2 separate regions of the Oryctolagus cuniculus genome follow, and region 1 is linked to region 2. Evidence: chromatin contacts called from public Micro-C data. All regions are on one chromosome and are shown on one strand. The core of a region is the stretch at or near the end of the contact, and the rest is flanking DNA. Distances in the headings are between cores, read along the strand shown.

Region 1 (5,643 bases), core at 2,240-4,739, 73 kb before region 2:
CCCATTGTGACCCCAGTATTAATCCCCATGCCACACTTGTTCACCCAGGCCAAGGCAATATTGCACAGCCACATCAACTCCAAATGTGCACAGATCCAACAGGGCAAGGTTCCTGCGCGTGTCTATAGCTCCTGGAACTGCAGGATTCCTGGGGGCCTGGCAGTGGTTCCCTTTTCCTGCATTCCAGAAGTCCAGCCCCTGGAGCTGCAGGAAGCAACTGACCTTGACCCACATCACGAAGTCATACCCTGGATGCCAATAGAGCTTGAGCCACAGCAACAGGCCCTACCACGGCCTGTTCCCAGACGTCGTAAGCTGCCCCAAGCCCTGTCTGAGGAAGTCATTGAGAAACTGGAGACAACTTTACGGCACAAGTACCTGGCCTTCCTGTCGGGGCTGCCTTCTCTTTATTATGTGGCTCTCTCCAGGGCCACGTCCCCAGCCATCACTAGCCAATCTATAATCACAGAGGTGGTTTCTGGGCCTATCGAAATCCCAGCAGAGCCTCCGACTCAGATGATTTCATTTCAACAACTAGGTTTGGATCTTGAGCCATGCTTTCAAGATGACAACAAGACTTGTATAGACACTGCAGAGGAGCTCCACATTGAACAGCAGGAAGAAGAAATGATGGAGATGGTGCTTCTAGAAAACCAGCCACAACCTGCTAACCCCTACTCAATCAAGACACATATCTTGACCAAACTAAACTTCCACCTGAGAAAAAAGGTCCTAGAGATACAGTTGGGAATTCCTGCCAGGGCGAGGGAGTCCAGGGAAGAAACTGCCACAAATCCAGAGAACATGTACCTCCAAGAGTCTCTTGGGAATCTCAACAACCAAGAAAACGCGTTGCTCCAGGAACCACCCATCCCACCAGGCACTCTTCCTGTCCTAGAACCAGAATGGGTCCTCTTTAAGGAGCAGCTGGCCACTGAGTTGAAGGCAATGCAGCAGAACCAAAAGCAACCTACTTTCAAAGAAGCGCCTCACGGTTCTGCCCACTGGGCTTCCAGGATCTCACAGCCCAGCGGGGACACGACGGAGACCCAGGTGCTTTGTGTTCAGGTGGAGGCCAGTGAGAACAACCCCAGCCTGGAGGAATCCTGGAGCTCTGAGCCCCAAAGCCTAGGCAAGAGCAAGGACTCAGCCCCACTCCCCATGATGCCTAAGAAGAGAGAGGACTCAGGGAAACTCAAAGGAGCAGGAGACCATGGGGAAGGAGATGCAGGGCTTGGGCCCTCCTTACCCAGAGAAGAAAGACATTCTGTTGAAGGCCAGAGGCCAGCAGGGACGCCTCTGAACAGGACACCTCGAGGCTCCTGGCGACGGAGCCATAGCTTTCATTTTGCTGATCCCTGTCAACACAGACCCCAGAATCACCCTCAGCTTAAGGCCCCAGAGCTGCCTCCAGGAGTCTCTGGGGGGAAGGCATCAGAGGATGGCCTGCAAGCTAGTCACACCAAGCTAAATGTTGTTCTCAAACCAGCAAGGACTCTTGAGAATGCCCAGCCTGTGCTGGCGCAGGCTTCCCACGGCCAGCCTCTCCGAGGCCAACGAATTCAGGGTAAAGCTTGGCAGGGCCACACGTGGCTAAGTCTGCTTTTTGAGGGGCAGGGGAAGCCAGCCCACCCGCACAAGAGGCCCAGCTCTCCAGAGGCCAGCTTGTTAAATAAGATGAAATCCTTTCTGTATTTTTTTAACTCCAAGACGAAAGGCAAAGGGTGTTTGGAATCCACATTTTCTGCAGCTGAGAAAGTGGCCAAAAGCAGAAAAGAGAATGTTGAGAAGAGCCTGGCTCCAGCCAGAAGCCCCAAGAGGAGAACTAAGACGGACAAGCCAGCAGGACACCCCAAGGCCCAGTCATGCCCCACGGAGAAGCTGGGGGGCTCGGCTTTCCTGAGGGTTTCCCATTCCCCAGACGCTAAGCTCCGGCTCCGCTCCCAACACCAGGGCTCTGCCTCAGTCCCGGCCCTTCCCCGCCACTGCCCTCGGCACTGTCCTCGAATGGCCCGTGCCACCCAACCAGGGAACACTCTTAGCTCCCAGCCCTACCTCAGACCAAAACACTGGTCTGCCCATGAAGACAAGGAGTAAGAACCTATAGGTGCCCCCAATCCCCACATCCCTTGAGGAGGACTGCTATTGTCATTTCCATTAAGGCACAGGTGGGCAGAACCCCACCCAAAATATACTCTATGTCTCTAAGCCAAGGGTTGTCTGTCTCCTCCTTGTCTCCACTGTATTTTGCTAAGGGAATGCTCGAGAAAGGCTGTAAAGTCCTTCCCACCTAGAGAAAAGCTTCAACCCACAGCTCAAAAGGGTCATTTTTGATAACTTTCATAGTGACCTCTTCTAGAGGGGGATTCTTTTGTGTTTAACCATAACACACAGGTAATTTTACAGATGTCCAAACAAAATGATAGACTCCATCCTGTATGTTCCCTGCTGGTACGGGGAAGATCTTTAGGAAAACCCTTCTAGGAGCCTGCTGCAGCCTACTGCCATACTGCTTTCAGCTGTATGGAATTAATGCCTCCTGGAAGAAAGACCACAGTAGGAAATGGAATGGCCCCACTCCAAGGGAGAGGTAAAGAAAATGAGCATGTATTTGGAGGTCTGTGTACCTAGGACAAAAACTGACAGGCTCTTGACCAGGACATGATACGGGAGCAAATTTATTTTTCTTGACACTAAAACAAACCTATAGCTAGAAGACAAACCCAAAATCCAAGTGCTTTGGAGAAGCCAGCAAACACCAAAGTGGTGTTTGTTTTCCATTAGTGTGATAAACGGCAGTAAGTTGAACAATGAAGCTTCTAAGAAACAGCCAATAACATAAAGGGTTATTCAATCCTCCAAGTTACTTCCAGGAACTCTGATACACCCCTGCTGCTGTGTCCTATTTCTATACTACCTAACAGCCAAGTACCTCACCACCATTCTCACTCCTGAATATGTATTCATGATAAGCAATGGTGCTAAACTAAATGAGCTAAATGACCTCCCAGGATTTTCCTGGTACCTTCCCGTTAAGAGGATGACTCCTTTACTCCCAAAAACCATACCACATAAGCCTGACAGCTCTAGTCCTTGGTTCCTGCCATTCTTCAGTCTATCTCTTCACTTCTTCCATTCATTTCCTCATTATGACCCACTGCATTTTGAGATGCAAACAATTCATCTTGACTTCAAAAGAAGACTTTAAGTCTTTTGTAGTGTTCTATAACCAGCCACAGACAGTGATCAAAAATCTAGAATTTAATGACATGTGAGTCTCTAACCACCAGATGAGACTCTGGTCCCTTTGCCTTTCTCTGGGAATGCCAAACATTTTTCTATTTCAGGGAACTATCTCTTTATCTTTAAGGAAAATATTATGTGCAATTCTCTGAAACTGCTGGAATAAAATGAAAGTATCCTAGGAGGAGGCTGAGAGGCAAGCTGAGAGCTTTAAGCCCAACTATTTCCTGCCCACATTCCTCCTCACACAGACTATATGAAGTCTCTCCTATATTTCTGCTTTAGGAGGCCTCTTGCATAATGTAAGATATTTCTTACAGTTCTTTCTTGCCATCTGTTCAGTCCAGCCTGAACTCCCACCTGCATCACCATCATTAGGTGAGTGATCCACCATCAAAGGCAGTCTCAATAAACCTCAGCACACAGTCAGATGTTTTCATGGTGCCCATCATACTCACATCCCCTTGAATCTTTGAGGAGGCCTCAGTGGACCCTGTCTCTCCTTCTTCAGTTACCTGGGTGGGGCAACACTGGTTTCCCTGGAGGGAAAACTAGAACCCCTGACCTTTTAAGGAGGCCATGACAGAACAGCAGAGCTCAAGGATATGCTTGCCCCACTCAGCAGAAGATTAAGTATGAGTAAAAGATTTAGGTCATCCTCTTCCCTTTGGAAGGAAACTTCTGGTTGAATTGGCCTAGAGAATATAACTCCATCTGGGTCTCCCACATAGGTGTCAAGGGCCCAGGTACTTGTACCATCCTCTGCTGCTTTCCCAGGCACACTACCAGGGAGCTGGATCAGAATTGGAATAGCTGAAACTCAAACCAGTATCATACGGGATGCTAGAGTCATAGACAGCAGCTTAACCCACTGTACCACAATGCTAGCCCCAATTTTTTATAAAGGCACTTATTTAACTTTTGCTTGGATACTTTATCCTCTCCTCTCCTTCCTCCCCCACTCCTCCTCCTTGTCCTCTTCTTCTTTTTTGTAACAGAGAAGATAGTCAGTCAGCCACATAAAATGAGGACCATCATAAGAATAGGCACAGGAACAGAGGTGATGCTGTGACTAGATTGAAGAGAAAATAGAAAGCGAGCAATTGGTGATTGTGTGATAATTTCTTCAAGTTTTGTTCCACAGAAAGAAAGGAAAATAAAGAAATAGCTGGAAGGGAATTTGGAATCCAAAGAGTGATTTTTTTAAAGATGAGAGAATATGTTGGATGTTGATGAAAAGGTCCAGCTGACAGGGATGAACTGATAATGTAAGAGAGGGAAGAATTACTAAAGCAATGAATATGTTAGTATAGAGGTAAGAGAATGAGGGTAATTAAATCAAGAGGGTTGATATGTGGGTGATAAAGAGAAGACAGCATTATTGAGGGAAGGCTTCATGGATTAGGAGAAGGAAAATTTATTCTATAAATAAGTGTGAACAAAACCTGGGTGGGTAAATAAGGACCTAGGAAGGGATCACAGCTGTGGGTAGGGAGTAAGCGTACAGAGAACCAAAGCTAGAGAGCTGGAGGTCACCACAGAAGCTTTCTATGAGGGCCTGAGGAGTTCATGGCAGCATGAAAGCCCAGGTAGACATGCAAAGGTGACTGGAATGACTGCACGTGTGTGTGAAGCAGGTGCATTTGGAACACTATGATTCACATAGGAAGCACACTGAGGATGAAGCCTTGCTCATGAGCAGGGGTGACCATAGAGAAAACTCTAAATGTGTAGGGTCAGAGCAAGAATATGTTGCTGAAGACAAATAGGGCAGGGATGACATGCTAAGGCTCAGTGAGAAACAGGAGATTTTAAGGGTAGTAGGAGAAAACTAGAAAGCTGGAAGACAGAGAAGATAACATGAGCACATGGGATGGACCTCTATTTTGGCAATATAATATCTCTCAAAAGTAGTAGTCTCCTTATAAGAGCTGGAGTAAAAGCAAGAAATGCTGTGGCTTCATTATGATGTGTTATGATGGACATGGGGATAATCGGTCCCCATGAAAATCCAGGCTCAATCACCGTCTTATCAAACCAGGAAGTAGTGGCAGACTTGCTTCCTCTGATAGGACCCCAGCATTTAATAAAATAGTCCACTGCTAGGATACAGAAGGGCAATGGATGTATCCCTCTGCTAAATGTTGATTCTGTGCCTAAGGGATGGAGGCCCAGTTGCAAATGTGGCCCTGAGGGCAGGGAGGCACAAGGTCCAGCCTTGCTGAGCCAAGACTCTCCAGGTGTTTTCCTAAAGCATCCCAAAGAACAAAGGAGGTCTTGTGACAGGCACATCCTTTCTGCCTGGTAGGAGCTGGGTAGAGAGCCACAAAGCCAAGGGACCACAGGGAGGCCCAAAATAAGGGGAACTGACTCAGATGTGTCATGGTGACATCATGTAGG
Region 2 (5,272 bases), core at 2,407-4,906:
ACTGACAACAGAAAACTATTTGCAATCATATAAAAATAACTCATTTTTCTTAATATTGAAAAGCACTTGTAAAGCAATAAGTGAGTTTTTCCCAATAATTGATCCTTTGTCTAATAATCTGTGAGCAAGGGAGAGGTACAGATACTTACAGAAAAGCAAATAAACAGAACAAAAAATGACTAGCCTACCTTAAAACAAATTTATAAATATGATGTAATTTTTCATTTATCAATTTGACAAAGATCATAAATTTGATAATACAAGTTAACAAATATGAGGGGCACTTTCACTTTTTTTAAAGATTCACTTTATTTATTTGAAAGATAGAGTTACAGAGAGAGGTAGAGACAGAGAGAGAGAAAGGTCTTCTACCCACTGGTTCACTCCCCAAATGGCTACAATGGCCGGAGTTGAGCCGATCCAAAGCCGGGAGCCAGGAGCTTCTTCCAGGTCTCCCACAAGGGTGCAGGGGAGACTTGAGCCATCCTCTGCTGCTTTCCCAGGGGCATTTAGCAAGCAGGGAGCTGGCTCCGAAGTGGAGCATCCGGGACTCGAACCTTCGCCCATATTGGTTGCCAGTGCTGCAGGCCAGGGCTTCAACATGCTGTGCCACAGTGCTAGCCCCTCATAATTTTGATAAGAGTGTAAATATGCACAATTGGTGGGCAACTGAGCAACATCAAGATGTAAAATACACACATACTTTGATCCATCATTTCAGCGCTTGGGACTTTCTCCTCCATGTGTCCTCATCCCTGTGTACAAGGACTCAGACATGTGAGATTCATGCCAGCATTACCTGGTAATGGAAGATTCTACAATGAATATCCATGAATGTGAAATGAAGATAAATTACATTATGGTTCTACCAAAATAAAAGACTGTAAAGATACAGAATACATGTTCCCATCACTAATTGAAAGAGAAAAGGGGAAAATCATGTAGTTCATGTTTCCATTTGTGAATAAAATACATCAATTTATTTCTACTTTCTAGACTAAATTAATTCTGAAAGACATACAAGGAAGAAAATTAAGAGGGGGCCGGCGCCGCGGCTCACTAGGCTAATCCTCCGCCTAGCGGCGCCGGCACACCGGGTTCTAGTCCCGGTCGGGGCGCCGGATTCTGTCCCGGTTGCCCCTCTTCCAGGCCAGCCCTCTGCTGTGGCCAGGGAGTGCAGTGGAGGATGGCCCAGGTGCTTGGGCCCTGCACCCCATGGGAGACCAGGAAAAGCACCTGACTCCTGGCTCCTGCCATCGGATCAGCGCGGTGCGCCGGCCGCGGCGGCCATTGGAGGGTGAACCAATGGCAAAGGAAGACCTTTCTCTCTGTCTCTCTCTCTCACTGTCCACTCTGCCTGTCAAAAAAAAAAAAAAATTAAGAGGTAGCAAGACAAGGGTGGGAAAGAGATAAACTACCTTCTTCTGACTTTTGAATTTGTATCATATGTATGCCTACTTTAAAAATAATTATCAGTATTTGAAATAAAATAAGTGTAGAGGCTTTCATCAAATGGTCTCATTCCTGCTCTCCAGTATTCCCCCACAGTTCCTCTGCAGTCCATCCACCTGAACCTCTAGAAGAGATAGCCTGGATTTCTTATTGCCAAATGAAGCCTATGCCCAATCCTTAGTTTCTCTATTTATCACTAAGTTTATCTCTTACCAGGACCAGTCCTTTTCCCCACAGTCTGCTCTTTTAGACCCAGTTCCAACTACCTACAAACCTTCTCTGATGAGCTCAGCCCTCTGAAAGGGGATTTTTGTAACCAGAGCCTCACAAATGAATATGTAATTCAATTTCTCTTAAATTGTTGGCTCTTGTTTTAGATGAATTAGTCATATTTTGAAACTAATTTTTAAAGATTTATTTATTTACTTACTTATTTATTTGATAGGCAGAGTGACAGAGGGGGAGAGGAAGGAGGGAGGGAGGGAGAAAGGGAGAGAAATACATCTTCCATTTACTGGTTCACTCCCCAAATGGCCACAACAGCTGGGGCTGGACAAGGCCAAAGCTAAGAACCAGGAACTCCATCTGGATCTCCCACATAAGTGGCAGGGATTTAAGTACTTGAACCACCATCAAATGTTTCCCAGGCCCATTAGCCAGGAGATGGATTAGAAGTGGAGTAGCCAGGGACTTGAACTGGCACTCCTATATGGTGGCCACAACACCCACCTCAAAACTAGATTTTGAAGTGTCTTTCTTAAGACAGATTTTTTTTTTGTTCCATTTCTTTTCCCTTTTAAGACTTTTGTTCATCTATTTTCATCCTATCCACTGGTCCACTTCCCAAATGCCTGCAACAGCGAGAGCTGAGCCAGGCTAAAGTCAGGAGCCCAAAACTCAATCTGGGTATCCCAAATAGGTGGCAGGGACCCAAGTACTTGAGCCGTGACCTGCAGACTCCCATGTTGTACATGAAAAGGAAGCTGGTCAGAAGCCAAACCCAGGCACTCCAATATGGCATGTGGGTGTCCCAAGTGGTGACTTAACAACCATGCCAAATGCCCACCATGACTTTTAAGTGTCTTGAGAGCAAGAAGGCAACATAGTTCAGATGTCTCTGTCCCACTGACACTACTGGCTCATGTAAGTACTCACCCCACTTGCTGGGTAGACTGAAAGTTAGAGGAAGACCAGAGAGCCTTTAAAGACATTTTGCCCCTTGGATTTCTTGGCCAGAGAACACTATCATCAGGGTGAAACTCTCTCAAGGATACTGAGAAATCCTGGGGGTAGTGGAGGCATATCACGTATCCAGAGCAGCCAAGCAGGCAACATACATATCTAAACCAAGAGCCAGCATACAGAAGCGCTGGAACCTGGGCTGAACTGGAAGACATCTGTCCTACCTAATAGCTTCCAAAATTCAGATTAAAAAAAAATAAAGATATACGAAAATTCCTCAGGCAAACAGCACACATACAATCAAAAATAGCAGCTAGTTTTTGAGGTGTAGTTGGAAGTAGCCACTAATCCATCTCTGCAGGCATTCTTCTCCCCAAGCAGACAGAATGCTATGACCTGGGTAGCATCAGCTCTGGAAAACCAAGCCTTGGACAGAGTACCAGCAGTGGACCACATGGACCATTCTTCCATGGAAGGCAGCGTTTACAATCTCTTTCCATCCATAAGGTCACACAGGGTAGATACAGTGGCCTTGGCCTTTTCCTGCCACATCAGCCCTGTCCCCTCTTCTTGAACTAATGTTTTCTGATCACTCACTGCCAGAAACATCAAAGCTTTCTATATGCAAGTCACTACCAGTCCTGCCCTCCCCAACTGCTGTGTGCTACTCAGGAGTATTTCCAGAACAGGAGGGAGAGTTGATGGGGGTTCCTCTGTCCCAGACACTCTTTCTCACAAAGGTGCTAAAGCACTCAGTTTCCTGAGGACAGGTAACCATTGCTGAAAAGGAGAGAACTGAGCCATCAGGCTGCTGGAGGGGGTGCAGGGTGAAGAGAAGGTGGGAAGCAGGCACTGCTTGTGGGTGTGGCACCTTCACTCCACGCTCTGTAACCCTTACAGAAAACCAGACACCCTCAACTACAGACCGAATCACCACATGAGCTTCCCTATGACACAGCCTTACAAGGCAGGAGGGCTTTGTGATGCAGTCTGGGAGCCTGGTTCTGCCCTCTGTGAGGCGGACATGACAAGACCAAGACCTGGCATTGGGAACCATTAAGCACTAGGACCCTGATGCCTAGAGAGGGGGGTGCCTGGTCTCCTCATGCTAATGAGGCTGAGACCATGTTGAACCCTACTTTTGTTCTGTGGGATGCTGGATATCCCTTGTATACCTACGGCTCCATCTTCATCCTTATCCTACTTCTCTGGCAAGTGAAAAGGAGTCAACATGGACTGACATTGGAATCTAAAAGGAGCTGCTGCCAGGTAGGGGAGCGCTGACCCTGCGGAACTAATGCAAGCCTCGGTTAAGAAGCTTGAAGTTCTCAGGGTGTCTCCTTATTACTCCCACCTTCACCCCTATTTTATGCCATATGATCAGTTACCTTTGGAATTTTCTTCTCAGAGTCCTGAGTTCCTGGCCAGGCCGCCCTCCCTGCAACACATTCTAATAGAAAAGTGGAGAACCCTTCCACTTGGTTTCCGTTAACAGCTAGATGCTATGAGGTCTACCTCACTGGATCTTAACAGGCTCCCACTGCAGATGCTTTTCTGTCCTGTAGACTTCGTAGCAGAAGTTCTGTTGCTGTTAGAATCATTTACCTGTTAATTTGCTCCACTTTTCCTCTTGGGTCATCCTAAACTCCCTACAGAGCTTGTCATGGCATAGGGACAGGAAGTATGTAAAATAGAGAGCCAAGAGAATGTCAGAAATATGCAGAGGAGGGAAAAGTGGGGGTAAAGAAAGTGGAGTATAGGGAAAGGAAATGTTGTACAGGGTATAAAATACAGATAGAGATATAGAAAGGGAGTGGGAAGTGATTATATGAGTGTTGTCTCATCTAGGACATGAAAACAGAAATGGTGCCCCAGCTTCACATTCTAATGTTTTTGTCTTTAAGCGTCACCGAAAAGTCAGGCAAAGGGCCAGAGATGCAGCATCAAGAGGTAAAGTCTTCCTCTCTCCTCTGACTCCCTTCTACTGTGGGTGAAGTACCCACGGTTCCTGTCCCTTCATGACACCTGGTGCCAGGAGTCAGTGCTCTAACCACTGAAGGCTCCCACTTACCAAACTGACAACTTCCACAGAGGACTTCCATGGGTTGGAAATAACAACGTGGGAATGTTCCCCAATGCTCTGTTTTTCCCCTGGGAATCAAGAATTGAGGAAAGAGAACAGATGCCCTTAACTATTTGATTTACTAGTTTTACAATCCTGTGGAAGTCACACCATCTCTCAGTCTTGTTCTCCATAAAATGGGTATAATAGCAATGATCTCACCTCACTCACAGGGCAAAGGCCCACAACACAAGTTGTGATTAGATTGTATGTGGACATGCCTGAGAGCATTGATAGTTGGGTATTTCAGTCTGCTCTGGTTGAGTCATAGGTCTCTAGCTTCCTCTGGGATAACCCTGACACTCTCCCATGGTCCATAAAACTCTTTCCTGGTTCCTCAGCTAGAAGACTTTCCCAGGAAGAAGCTGAGAAGCCGCGGGAGCTGATCTCAGTCATGAAAAGGTGATCTCCATCTCCTGCTCTTTTTGGTCTCCCAACTTTGAGTCTGGCCTGTGATGATATCTTGGCTTGGCCTGGGGCAGAGATGAGGAGAGGGATAATGGCTGGGTGGGAGAC

What was found. A called contact is a pair of places that touch in the nucleus more often than the background predicts.
Region 1: a Micro-C map of ear pinna shows a contact between it and region 2, with 11 times the contacts expected there. The contact joins the enhancer-like site here to the promoter of LOC100347619 in region 2. A contact is called at or near these places in 2 of 6 Hi-C or Micro-C datasets (ear pinna and an unstated tissue).

Annotation. Positions count from the first base shown.
Region 1 is chr1:197,830,122-197,835,764 of mOryCun1.1, reverse strand. It overlaps LOC100347365 (protein SPATA31F1), which reads left to right. Exons shown (of 5, transcript XM_051844409.2): 5 at 1-2,213. The coding sequence ends at 2,097. Among named protein-coding and RNA genes, the nearest start is that of PHF24, 49 kb to the left of the region's middle. Within about 2 kb of position 3,489, at least 1 of the 8 cell types and tissues checked has an H3K27ac peak or open chromatin away from gene starts, as enhancers often do.
Region 2 is chr1:197,757,516-197,762,787 of mOryCun1.1, reverse strand. It overlaps LOC100347619 (protein SPATA31F1), which reads left to right and starts at 3,656. Exons shown (of 5, transcript XM_002707935.5): 1 at 3,656-3,903; 2 at 4,539-4,584; 3 at 5,098-5,158. The coding sequence starts at 3,709.